2 separate regions of the Mus musculus genome follow, and region 2 is linked to region 1. Evidence: chromatin contacts called from public HiChIP or PLAC-seq data. All regions are on one chromosome and are shown on one strand. The core of a region is the stretch at or near the end of the contact, and the rest is flanking DNA. Distances in the headings are between cores, read along the strand shown.

Region 1 (6,636 bases), core at 1,376-3,875:
CCAATATTCCCGAGTTATTACTTACTAAAACCTATATTGCATCCTGACTGCCCAGTCTACAGTCCTCCTGACCACAATCCCTGACTCTTACATGTTGGCTGTCTCTCTGTCCCGTACTTCTCAGACTTGACCCTTCTGCTTCCCCGGCATGGTGGTATTAAATCCTTCTTCCCTGGCTTCCCTTGCCCGGGAAATCTAAAGTCTTGCCTCCGTCTCCCTGCCTACTAGTCACCGGCAACTTTATTTACCAATTAGAAATAACTGGGGACCGGGACCCGCAGCGTCTTACACGGAGGAGTCTCCGTTCTTGAGCAATTTGGGAACCCATAGTGCAAGCATTAAACCAAATCCACCACGCTCTCCTCTCATCTTGTGAATTCTGACGTCAAACTCAGGTCATCAGGCTTGGCAGCACCGTTACCGCTAAGCCGCCGGCCCTCACCTGTTTCTCTTTTCTTTTCTTTTCTCTTCTTTTCTTTTCTTTTCTTTTCTTTTCTTTTCTTTTCTTTTCTTTTCTTTATTTATTTATTATATGTAAGTACACTGTAGCTGTCTTCAGGCACTCCAGAAGATGGCATCAGATTTTGTTACGGATGGTTGTGAGCCACCATGTGGTTGCTGGGATTTGAACTCAGGACTTTTGGAAGAGCAGTCAGCGCTCTTAACCGCTAAGCCATCTCACCAGCCCCTTCTCTTCTCTTCTCTTCTCTTCTCTTCTCTTCTCTTCTCTTCTCTTCTCTTCTCTTCTCTTCTTCTCTTCTTCTCTTCTTTTTTTTTTGTTTTTTGTTTTTGTTTTTTTGTTTTTGTTTTTCAAAACAGGGTTTCTCTGTATATCTGTATAGCCCTGGTTGTCCTGGAACTCACTTTGTAGACCAGGATGGCCTCGAACTCAGAAATCTGCCTGCCTCTGCCTCCCGAGTGCTGGGATTAAAGGTGTGTGCCACCGCCACCGCCACCGCCCAGCCCTCACCCATTTCTTACCCACCATAAGTTCTTTAGGTTCAGTACTGATTCCAACACGAACCTTGTATGACACTTGTTTTCTAAGCTAAGATTAGAGCCATCGTCCACAAGGCTCACAGACTAGCAGACCAGAAAAGCTTATTTGGAGTCAGGACTATCCTCAAAATGGCAGACTGGCCTTTGAGCTTACACACTGACACGTGTGTGGTACTGTGGGAACTCTGGTCTGAAGTAAAACTAGAACATACGCTAGGCTGAACACAGTTCAGTCGTAGAACAGAAACATGACTAAGGCTCTGGGTTCGATCCCCAGCAAAATACAAATAAAAATACAAAAGTAATAAGTGACTATGTTACAGACAAGCTGAAGTTACTGAAACAGAGGCAATGTCTACCTGAGAAGCACCTGACTGAGCCCTGAGGTGAGACTCTTGATACAGCTGAGATCATATCTGACCAGTCTTCATATTAACCCCTGGCCTGGGACTGGCTAGGCCTGAACAAGATGGTGCAGTCCATCCCATGTGCAGGGTATAGTAGAGGCACAGGAAAGGTCACCCTGGAAATGACTGCATTCAGAAAGGTGGCGGCAAGATGCTTCGACTGTTAGAAAATTGCTTCATGGCTGCCTAGTCAAACTGAACTGGACTAGATGTTTATGCTGTGAGGACCCTAGAGGATCGTGAATAGGATGCATTTGGGAGGCTGGCAGCTCACGATTGTAATCCTGTGACCCTAACAGTCTTTACAGGTGAAGCTGGTCTAGAGACTCGTCTCTGACTACTCTCAGGCTATTGAAACAAATGAAACAAGGGTCCCAAGAAGGAAAAGGTTGCAAGCCCTGGTGCTGGCTGAAGGAAGAACTTGCCTCCTGGAGAGAGATTTAATTCTGACAACTGTTAGCCCACCTGAGAGGACAGACAATGATGGGTCAGGGATGGGTGGACCACACTTTGACCACAATGGCTTAGTTAAGCATGCTTCCTTCTTGCTTTCTATTCAAACCTAAACCTCATGTCAGGGCTGAAGATGGATTTTGGGCTGGGGGTGGAGGTCACTAAAGCTCTCTATCTGCTTCTCTTCCCAATGTGGCCACACCAACTAAATCTCCTTTGTCTGTTTTCACTAATGTCTATGTATTTAATGTACTGTGGATGAGTGGCAGAGCCTGTGGTGTTAGCCCTGTCAGAGCTCAGGCTTTGACCAGAATTACTCTACTCACAATCCCAGTATTGCCACAAGTTTAAGACTAGCCTGATGGGCTGGAGAAATGGCTCAGAGGTTAAGAGCACTGACTGCCCTTCCAGAGGTCCTCAGTTCAATTCCCAGCAACCACATGATGGCTCACAACCATCTGTAATGGGATCTGATGCCCTCTTCTGGGGTGTCTTTAGACAGCTACAGTGTACTCACGTACTTTAAATAAATAAATGAATCTTAAAAAAAAAAAAAAAAGACTAGCCTGAGTGAGACCTTATGGGGAGAGAGGGAGGGTTCCAGCTGCTGGAACTGAAGAGAAGGCTCAGTGCTTAAGTGAACTTGCTGCTCTTGGTTCTGGCACTAAAGAGTCCAACATCCACTTCAGTTCTCAGGTTTCTGTGAACATCAAGTGAGAGTTTCCTGCCAAAAGACTACATTTCCCATCGTCCCTTGCAGCCAGACCAAGGAGTTCCTGGAAGGGTGGGACTACAATGTAGCTGGTAGTTGTTTCCGCCTCACAAGGAACTGGAGTACTGTCTTCTGTAGGCATTTTGGCCACCCAGACGTGGGTGATGAAATGCTTCTTCACTGTGAATAAACACGGTCTCACTTAAGGTCCGACCAAACCTCGCTCTTACCCCCTTCAACCTCTCTACAGGAAGTAACCTGACACCAAGCACGTACAGGTGCACGTACATGAGGGCAAAACACTCATACACATGAAATAAAAATAAATAGTACCTAAAAAAACCCCTTCAGCTGTTGCTTAGGCCAACACATACCTACAGCAGCCTTGTCCGCCCACGGATCCTGGCAGGTGCCCAGCTGGGGACACTGTGGAGTCTCTAGTTAGGACGAAGAGTCTCACCTGGGGAGTTGAATTTAACTCAGAGGAGGCATTCTGGCCGCACGCCCCACTCCCCACCCCCTTTCTCTTCCTCCTGCCCGGGATTGGAGAGCCTGGCTACAGGCTTGTGTGGTCCAACTTCTCTCCTTAGAAAGTTGTAAGAAAGCCGCACGGTGGTGGTGCTTACTTTTAAGTCCAGCACTCAGGAGGTAGCGGCAGATATCTCTCTGTGGGTCTGAGGCCAGCCTGACACACAGTGAGTTCCAGGACCGCCAGGGCCACACAGAGAAACCCTGTCTCCAAAAACAAGTAAACAAGAGACACCCACTTCTGCCACATGGGCTCTGACTCCCTCTCTTCAGAGCCGTCTGACTGTCCATGGCATTTAGTAAGTCTTATGGCCTCCAAGTACAATTTCTGTCTCAGTGTCCTGTATCATATGTGAGAGAATTGAGGGGTGGGGATTAGGAATCGTCTACCCTGCTCCTCCTTAGCTCCCACAAACTAGCCAAAGTTGGATTCCACCAAAGTTCAGCCTAGGGAGCCAATGACTTCACTAAAGTTACTCACAGAGTAAGGATGAGGGGGTTGCAAAGGAGTATGGGTGATCTCTGAGAAGCGGCACTAGAAGGTGGGCACAAAAATGAATGGCTTCTGTGGTTGTATACATGGAGCCCCCTTCTTTCAGGTCTTCCAAGCCCCTCCTGAAACCCCCAAGGCCACACACAGTTAGGAAAGAACACAATTATGATCAGCTAGAAGGAGTATCTGGATAGTCAGGTGAAGGTCCCAAGACCCTCCATCCCTCCTCCCATGGGGAAACCTCAACAGCCAACAAGCTCAGCTATGCCTTTGGTTGTTTAATGATATTTTGCAGAGAAACCCATCAGCATGTCTGAAGGCAGCAGCCCTTTGTCTTGGAAAACAATCCTTTATAACAACAGCCAAGACCTTTCTGGAGACAGGAAGATGATTCTTCAGCAAGGAGTGGCCAGAAGCTGTGGCTGGAGGCAAGAGCTACGTCTTTGCAGCCCAATATCCCAAACAACTGATACCAGAACCAACTAGCCCCTTGGATTCTGCAAATAGCAGTGGGTAATGGGTGTTATGGGTGGTTTTTTGTTTTGCTTTGTTTTGTTTTGTTTTTTGTTTTTTTTTTTAAAGATTTATTTATTTATTATATGTAAGTATACTGTAGCTGTCTTCAGACACTCCAGAAGAGGGAGTCAGATCTTGTTACAGATGGTTGTGAGCCACCATGTGGTTGCTGGGATTTGAACTCCAGACCTTTGGAAGAGCAGTCGGGTGCTCTTACCCACTGAGCCATCTCACCAGCCCCTTGTTTTGTTTTTCAACAAGCTACTTTTCTCCCTTGTTTTCCTCTGCACATCTCTGGCTGACCTTCTGAGTCTCAAGTTGATCATAGCAGTCAATCCCTAATCCAGATTCCTTTCCCTGACCTGCTCTCAGGTTACAAGGTTTCAGGTGCCCTGGTGACCACAGCTGAGGAAGGCCCGAGCCACTCAGAAGGCTGGCAGCTGGGTCTCTTTGGCGCAAGCAGCTGACTGTCACATACACCTCGTCTCTCATCCCCACCAGCTGTTTCTAACTAGCCCCTGTCAGGAAACTGCACAAGGCTGGTACCTGCCCTAACCCCAGACCACAGTTGTCCTGGCAGGCTTATGAAGAACTCAAAAACAAACAGGGCTGGCTACCAGCTCAGATTCCAGGAAGTGCAAGTTGGTAAACCCGGTTCCTCTGGGCAACCGCCAGGTCGCTAGCATTCTTTCCCTCAAGACCTTTGGAAAATCATCAATTTGTCTGCTTTGTAAGAATGTGGTGTTAAAGGGGCTGGGAAGCTGGCTCAGCGAGCAGGTACAGACATGGTCTGCTCTTGTGGCGGCTCCTTTGGCTCTCAGCGTCCACTTGGGGCAGAGTACAACTCTCTGTAACTCCAGCTCCGAGTGACCTGAAACCCTAGGCACAGGGAGCATGTGTGCCCACACCCACACGTTGTTGATCATATGTATGATCAAAAGAGAAAACAAATCCACATTTTAAAAAGGATTTGGCTGTTAGGGTGCAGCCCAGGCCGCTGCTCAGGCCTCTTTCCGGCAGCAGCCTTGCCCTCTTACACAGACCAACTCTGGCTAACAGACTTCCAGAGACCCAGTTTGCACCTGGCAATTGACCACACATTCTGCTCTCCACCCTTTTCCTGGCCCCTGTAAGGGAATTTGAGAGTCTTGCAGTAAAACCACTCCCACCCTCAGAACACTAAGAGAAGACCCCCTCCTGCTTCTGCTATGCAGACCCTGATTCCTGTCTTCGGAGCCCCCATCCTGATGTCTGTAGTGCTGACTGTCTGCCATGGCAGGAATTAATTCTTCTAATAAACTTTGACCTCAGCAATCCATCTCAGTGGGCTTAAATCCACCTCTAGGTGATCTCTTGGCCACCCTGGATAAAAAGATCCAGGCAGGCATTTAGCAAACGAGGAGACGGCAGCTCCGAAGGGCCAGAGCGCAGGCCTGCACTTCTCCAGGAGCTCGAGGCCCACAGGACTCTTTATTTCTAGCGCATTCATAGTAGAAACCCACAGTCTTCTTTCACGGTGCATTCAAACACACCCTGGACACTCCGATGGCCACATACTGTCTGGTGGAAGCTCAGCAGGGAGGGGAGAATGAGTAGAGGCTATGGACTGAATACAAACTTGTGGACCAGCACAAGATAGCCTTGAAAAGGATGCCACTCAGATCACAAGCCTCAAAACCTGCCCGAGAAGGCCAGGCCTCATGGATGTCAACCTTCAACACCTCTGGGCCCTGGTCCCTGCTTTTCTTCATCCCTCTGACATCCACACATGGCTCATCCATCCATCCATTCATTCATTCATTTAACAATATCATGTAGTTCAGGCTAGCTTCAATTTCTTTTTTTTTTTTTTTTTTATTTTTTTTAAGAATTTAGACTGACCAATTCAGAGTCTGCCATTTATTTATTTATTTATTTATTTATTTATTTATTTATTTTTCGAGACAGGGTTTCTCTGTGTAGCCCTGGCTGTCCTGGAACTCACTTTGTAGACCAGGCTGGCCTCGAACTCAGAAATCCGCCTGCCTCTGCCTCCCAAGTGCTGGGATTAAAGGCGTGCGCCACCACGCCCGGCTCTTTTTTTTTTTTTTTTTTTACTTTTTTTTTTTCCATTTTTTTATTAGGTATTTAGCTCATTTACATTTCCAATGCTATACCAAAAGTCCCCCATATCCACCCACCCCCACTCCCCTGCCCACCCACTCCCCCTTTTTGGCCCTGGTGTTCCCCTGTACTGGGGCATATAAAGTTTGCAAGTCCAATGGGCCTCTCTTTCCAGTGATGGCCGACTAGGCCATCTTTTGATATATATGCAGCTAGAGTCAAGAGCTCCGGGGTACTGGTTAGTTCATAATGTTGTTCCACCTATAGGGTTGCAGATCCCTTTAGCTCCTTGGCTACTTTCTCTAGCTCCTCCATTGGGAGCCCTATGTAGCTTCAATTTCAACATATAGCAGAGGGGGTAGCCTTGTACTCTGAGATCCTCCTGCCTCTACCCCAGTGCTGGGCTGGAACCCAGGGCTTCCTTT
Region 2 (6,636 bases), core at 2,404-4,903, 110 kb after region 1:
CTGGAGGCTGTGCTAGCCATGGAGGCTGAGGAGAATGAATGAAAGCAGAGCTGTTTATTCTGCCATGAGAGACACTGTGGCATTCCTCAGTTTATCTCATCAGCCCTTTTCCCTGACACTGGCCAGTCACCTGCCACTGAAATGGAGCCACCTGAAAAAAACCACATCCATCCTGGCCTGGACCCTTTCCCTCATGATGTCCACTCCCACTAACCCCTTTCTTCTTAACGCCAGGAAGCATTGCCAGATTGAAGTGTGTGGATTCCAAGAGCAACTTTCAGGTTTGGTAGGGGTGAAGGGAGCACACACTGCTTTTTGAAGCCGTTGTGGGGGAGGGGACCTAGCAAAATGGCAGCCCATTTTCCTCATGCCCCTTACTACTTTCCTCTAGTTGCTATGACAACATACCTACAGAAGTAACCTAAGAAAGGAAGAATTTATTTCCGCTCACAGTTTGAGGGGGTATGTCTATGATGGAGGAGGAATATGCAAGGCCACATTGTATCCAAAGGCAGACCACAGGAAAAGATGCCTGCCAGAGCCTCCCTTCCTTTCTCCATCTTTACTCTTTATCCAGCCATGATAGAGTGGGGTGTGTGTGTGTGTGTGTATTTTTCTATTACCAGGAGAAAAAAACACATCTAAGGCAACTTACAAAAGATAGCATTTAAGTTGGAGGTTCACAGTTCTAGGGGGTTATAGCCCATGGCTACCATGGTGGAGAGCATGGCAGCAGACATGTAGGCATGGTGCTGGAGCAGTAGCTGAGGGCTTACATCAGATCCACAAGCATGAGTCAGAGAGAGCGAGAGGCCTACTGGGAATGATGGAGGCTTTTGAAACCTCAAAGCCCACTCCCAGTGACATACCTCCTCCAACAAGGCCACACCTCCTAATCCTTCCCAAACATTTCCACCAACTGCAGTGGGTGGGGGTCAAGCACTCACATACGTGGGCTTATGGGCACCATTCTTATTCCAAACATCCCAGTTGACCTTTTCTCATCAGTTAAACCCTCCTAGAAATTGCCTCAAAGATCTACCCAAGGGTATTCCAAATCCAGTCATGTTGAGAATGAAGACTGACCAAGACCGCCTTCCCATATACACACACTTACTACCTGCTAAAGTTTCCATTCTACAGCCCCTTCCCTGGTGCTCTGGGCACTACCAGAAGCCCCAAGAGATGCTTCAGGGGTAACTTAAGTCTTCACTCTCTTTTCTCTGCAGCTTGTCTAGACACCCTCTGCCGCCCCCCAAGCAGAGGCACAGGTCCTAGTGGTGTCACCCTATCTCATCAAGGAACCCCTGGGCAATGTACCCCCAGCTGCCTTACTGAAGTGAAGAGAGCTTGACATCAGAGGTCAGCCTTGGCCCATGCTTTTCATGGATTTACATGTGAAGCCTTGCCGGGCCTAGCTTAGGCTATGTCTTGGTAGAAGAATCAACTCTATATACAGCCTCAAGCCACACCCCCTGCCATAGTCTACAACCTCAGATTAGTATGTATCTACCAAGACCACTGGTTCTGCAACATGCAGAAAACTGAGAGCCTTGGATGCTGAATTGGTGACTGGAGCTGAGAAGGAAACTGATGGGGGTGTAGGACCTAGAACTTTTCCAAGTCTGTCAAACTCTTTGTTTGTTTGTTTGTTTGTTTAAGGGTCTCGTGTAGCCCACGTTGACCTCAAATTCACTAGGTAGCCAAAGCTGCCCTTCGACTCCTGATCCTCCTGCCTCTGCTTCCCATGTGCTGGAATCACAGCCATCCTATCACCTACCAGTCTCATTCTTAGCATTCTATTCTTTGTCCCGGCTTTGCCCAGGCTGACACACCTTGGAGGAGGTAGCCGTTGAGTCTGGCTTTCTCAGTGCCTGTGAGTATAGACTCACTCATTCCATCTGGGCCAGAGCCAGCAAGTAAGGCACGTTTACAAATCGGGACTCAAACAAGTTCTAAGGGATTGGGGATTGGGGGTGGGATGGAGAGAGGAGGCTATTTTGTGCTTTTCTGAGGCTGTGACAAAATATCAACCCAAAACAACTTGTCCAGCAAAGAGATTATTTCATCTTACATTTTACAGTCCACCATCAAAGAAAACCAAGATAGGAACTTGGAGAAAGCAACAGAAGCAGAGATCATCGAGGTCTGCTGCTTAGTAGTTGCTTCCCACCTGGCTCGCTCAGCTACTTTTCTTATATAAAACATAGGCCCACCTGCATAGGGATGACACCGCCCACAGTGGGCTGGGCCCTTCCACATTAATTAGTAATCATGAAAATGCTCCACAGGCATGTCCATAGGCCATTCTGATGGAGGCTATTCCTCAATTGAGAATCCCTTTTCCCACAAAAGTGCAGGTTGTCTTAAGGTAACAAAAACAAACTCGAAAAAGGGTCTTCTACATTCAATTCTCTCCTAGAGGACAAAGAGGTTAAAGACTCTGAGAAAGTCAGTAGTAAATGGCCTGTTGGTGTGGGTCATTAGTTTTGTTTTAATTTTATTCATTTATTTATTTTAAGATACTCTCACTGGGTTTCCCTGGCTGGACTGAAACCCTCTATGTAGTCCAGGCTGTCCTTGAACTCACAGAGATTTATTTGCCCCTGCCTCCCATATCATTCTCTGACTAGTTTTGTTTTTGAGACAGAATCAATAGCTAGTGCTGGCCTCAAACTCCCCACATAGTAGGATATAGCTCAGTAATAGGTTTGAACTTCTGACCCTGAGCCTCTGCCTCCCAGATGTTGAGATTGCTGGCTTGAGTCACTGTGCCCATTTTATGCACTGCTGGAATTGAACCCAGGTTCTCCTGCCTTAAGTGTCCTAACAACTGAGGTACATCCCCAGCTATAGATCATTTATCTGTAGAATCCCCTAGCAGTCATCCTCACTGTAAAGTCCTGGGGTTACCCCTGGAGACTTTGGTCACCCTCCCTTCTCCTCCCCCTGAGGGTAGGGTGGGCGTGGGTGGGTGGTGGACAGACACTCCTGTCCTCATTTGAGGATATAAGTTGTCCTGCCCACTGCGGCCTCCACCTGCTGGGGGTACTGAGATCTTTAAATAACCACCAGGGACTCCCCCCTTCTCACACTGTAGCTTGAGTCACCCCAAAAGCTTTCCTTTCCCCCAACATCCCTCTCCAGGGCTTCCTCTCCCATCTGAGTTGCCTCTCTGAGGTCATGGGCACCGCAGACCACATTTGGCAAGAACCTACAGGGAGTGGGACCGCTTCTTGAAGAGCTCTCTCAGAACTGGTGACCCATTGGTCAGCTTCTCTAGCTAGGACTCTACCTCGAACAGAGGAAAGAAACAGGAGACTGAAGGTGGGGACGGGGGTGTGGCGACAACCCAGCACTGGCGTCTGGGAAAAACGAAGAACCTAAGCTGCCTGGATCCCTGAACTTTTTACTCTGTAAATGACAGATGAATGACGTTTCTTATGGAGAAGCCCCTCCCATCTCACCTCCCGCGGTGCTCAATCCCATTCCCCAGAAGGGAACTGGCTATTTCCCAAAACTCAGACACATCCTGGCTGGAGCTGGCTGTGGGCCTGGCACCCCCGGGCAGCTGGGCAGGGCGGGGTGTCCTGGAGAGCCACGGATGGGCCTCACACCCAGGCTGGGCCAGGACACCCAGTCCTTGGCTGAGGCCCAAACCGGCTCTGTTTACAGAATCTGTCAGCCTGGTTCCCCTCCCCCATCCACCACTTCCCCTGGAGTCCTGGGGGCTGGGAGAGGACAGGCGGGGCCAGTGGGAGCCCTAGCCGCCGGCCTCCCCATGAAGGCTCTGATATTCATCTGTTCCTAGCATCCTTTCTTCTGGCGTCCTTCTCTAAGCCTGGAGCAGCACTTCCAACTCTGAGGCAGGTGCATTTCAAGGGGGTTCGGTAGAGACAGAGCTTGCCCCCGAGGGAAGCTGAGATAAGAGGTGCAGAGATAGGCTCGGTGCCCAGCGGTGCCAGGGAGATTCCCAAGGGCTTCCTGGAATTCTCTCTAGACAGAGGAGAATGAGGCTTTCTGCTTCCTCCACACCCCAAACCCGTGGGCCCCTCGGAGCATTTCCAGAATTCCTGGAGGCACCTAGAGCAAAGTGGATTAGCCTGGAGGGTAGATTCGGGACTTTCAGGTCTACGAAGTCCAGTGACGAGGATACCAGGCGAGCCTACATGGTGACTCAGCTCCCGCCAGCAGCAAGGAAGCTCTGCGTCGGAGAGCACCGGGTTGGGGGGGTGGGGGTGGGGATGGGAGGTTGTCTGGACGCCCCGCCCCCTCTGCTCCGGGAAGGCCAGCCCACCACGCCCAGCTTCTCAAACGAACAGCAATTCCCAAGGGTTTTCTTCCTTCTGTGTGAAGTTACTGACAAAAGGCTGGTACTTGCGGAGAACTCTCTGTGATAACTTACCTTCCTTTAGAGATAAGGAAACTGAGGCACAGAGAGTCCAAACTACTGAGTGGCTGGACTGTAGTTTCGAAGCAAAACATCTTTGTCCCAAGTGACACTATGCTAGGTGATAGGGGGTGACCCCCAATGTTATCTTCCTAAAACAGGAACCTGGAGATGCCCGGGGCCTAGGGGCTAACTCTGTTTAAAAATGTGTTATTTTTGACCAGGGTGGTGGCGCTCGCCTTTTATTCCAGCTTTCGGGAAGCAGAGGCAGGTTGATCTCTGAGTTTTAGGCCAGTCTGGTCTACAGGGCAAGTCCCAGGATAATCAGAGCAACATTGAGAAACTCCCTCTCTCTCTCTTTCTCTCTCTCTCTCTCTCTCTCTCTCTCTCTCTCTCTCTCTCTAAAAAAAAAAATCAAAGCTGCAGGAGTGCTTTCTCTAGTCCATTTGCTGACAGCCTGCCTTGGTGTCAGAAGTGCCCCATTCTTGAGTTTCCTCATAGCCTTCTCTATGTTTACAGATTAATCTTTGAGACCTAAGATCTTCTTGTTCAGCAATAGGCCCAGACCCTTAGCTCTTACAGGGGCGGGGTCAAGACTAGGGCAGTGCCACAGAAAGGTAGTGTTAGTCTAGACCTTTCATCCCAGCGCTCTGTAGGTAGAAGCAGGTGAGTATTAGGCTAGCCTGGTCTACATAGTGAGGGGGGAGAGAGAGAGGGTCAGAGAAAGAGACAGAGAAAGAGAAAGACACACAGAGAGACAAGAGAGAGAGACACAGAGAAAGACACACACACACACACACACACAGAGACACAGAGAGAGACAGAGAGAGAGAGAGAGAGAGACTAATTTCCAAATGTTCAAAAAGCAAAATCCAGTGGAGTAGCAGGGCATGGTGGCACACACCTTTAATTCTAGCACTTGGAGGCTGAGGCAGGCAGATCTTTGTGAGTTCAAGGCCAGCCTGGTCTACATAGAGAACTCCAGGCCAACTGAAGCTACACAGTAAGACCCTGTTTTAAAACAAAACAAACAACAAACCACACAAAAGGCACCAATGGGATGAACAGTGTCCCAGGGAAGAAGTGACTCAGAGGGCAGAGAGGAGATGCCCTCTCAGGCCCAGCCCCCTGTGCTATCAGCCAAGCAGTGTCTGCTTGAAAGTGAAGGCTGGTTCTGACAGCTGCAGAGATGGAAACTTTCCCAGACTCTCCCACTTCCATCCCCTTTGACCCCTTTCTGCTAAGCCCTGTGATCTTAATGTCTAGAGACCCACAGGATAGGCGGAAAGAGAGCCACTCCTCATCTCTGCCATGCATCCCTGCCTCAGTGTGTCCCTTGGTCTCAGTGACCCGTATTTGCAGATCTGAGAGGCTCTGAGTCATGGGAAACTCTGAGGAGGGGAGGGAAAAGGAAATGGTGAGATGGGACCCTACTCTGTGGTGGAGACGGTTTGACCTGGCCCTGTCTAAGATAAAAGGACCTCTCAGAAAATCATGACCTTAGGCAAAAATCACTTTAATCTCCCAGGGCCTCTGCAAAATGAGAGAATTCCAATACCAGACATCCTTCCAGGAAAGGCTGATGGTTGTAGCACTGAGTGACTCTTCTGACCAAGCATATGAGGGTGGGTGCCCTCCAGCTGGCCCAGCTTTGTAGGCAAACTGTCTTCTTCTCAGTTGATTCTGGAAGAAGTCAGTCCCCAAGACCAGGAAGAGGAGAGAAGAGAGCAGGGAATTTGAGCAGGGAGTCCATGGGATGGGTTTCCTGTACTGGGAATGGCTCAGGAAACCTGTGTCCTAAAGACAGATGATGCTAAATCCAACTTCCTTGTGCCAGGCATGGCCCTGGGGCTTTCCAATGGGTGTCTCTGTAGGCCTGTTCTATGCAGATCACGGTTTAACCTCCAGGCTACACTCACACACACACACACACACACACACACACACACACACACACACACACACCGACAGTTGTCTTGCAGGCTAGGGTAAGATGACCAGGTTCATTGTGAGGAAGGTCTCAGGGCATCATCCTTCCCTCCAATTTCAGCTGACGTCATAGGCCAGAGCAACTCTACCCAACAGGCTGGCGCTGGACCTTGTACAGAGAGACCAGCATCTGTAAGTGCTGGGATGGAGGCTCCAAATGGTAGAAGTCTTGAGAGTGCACTGTTGGAGGGACTTTGCATAGCAAAAGCAAATTGGAAGAATTTGGAATAGCCCCCACCCTTATTGTCAAGAAGGGA

Evidence for each region. HiChIP or PLAC-seq counts read pairs in DNA pulled down with a chosen protein or histone mark.
Region 2: an H3K27ac HiChIP or PLAC-seq map of trophoblast stem cells shows a contact between it and region 1, with 21 read pairs. The contact joins two enhancer-like sites. A contact is called at or near these places in 1 of 15 datasets of contacts at CTCF or cohesin (CD8 T cells), 1 of 484 Hi-C or Micro-C datasets (liver), 8 of 115 datasets of contacts at active chromatin or transcription factors (acute myeloid leukemia, embryonic stem cells, extraembryonic endoderm stem cells and 4 more) and 1 of 9 other capture datasets (embryonic stem cells).

Annotation. Positions count from the first base shown.
Region 1 is chr11:51,802,741-51,809,376 of GRCm38.p6, forward strand. No RefSeq gene overlaps it. Among named protein-coding and RNA genes, the nearest start is that of Sar1b, 42 kb to the left of the region's middle. Within about 2 kb of position 2,626, at least 254 of the 459 cell types and tissues checked have an H3K27ac peak or open chromatin away from gene starts, as enhancers often do. A contact at or near this core is called in CD8 T cells, acute myeloid leukemia, heart atrium and 3 more, where this site is marked.
Region 2 is chr11:51,912,573-51,919,208 of GRCm38.p6, forward strand. No RefSeq gene overlaps it. Among named protein-coding and RNA genes, the nearest start is that of Gm39822, 19 kb to the left of the region's middle. Within about 2 kb of position 3,654, at least 316 of the 459 cell types and tissues checked have an H3K27ac peak or open chromatin away from gene starts, as enhancers often do. A contact at or near this core is called in CD8 T cells, acute myeloid leukemia, heart atrium and 3 more, where this site is marked.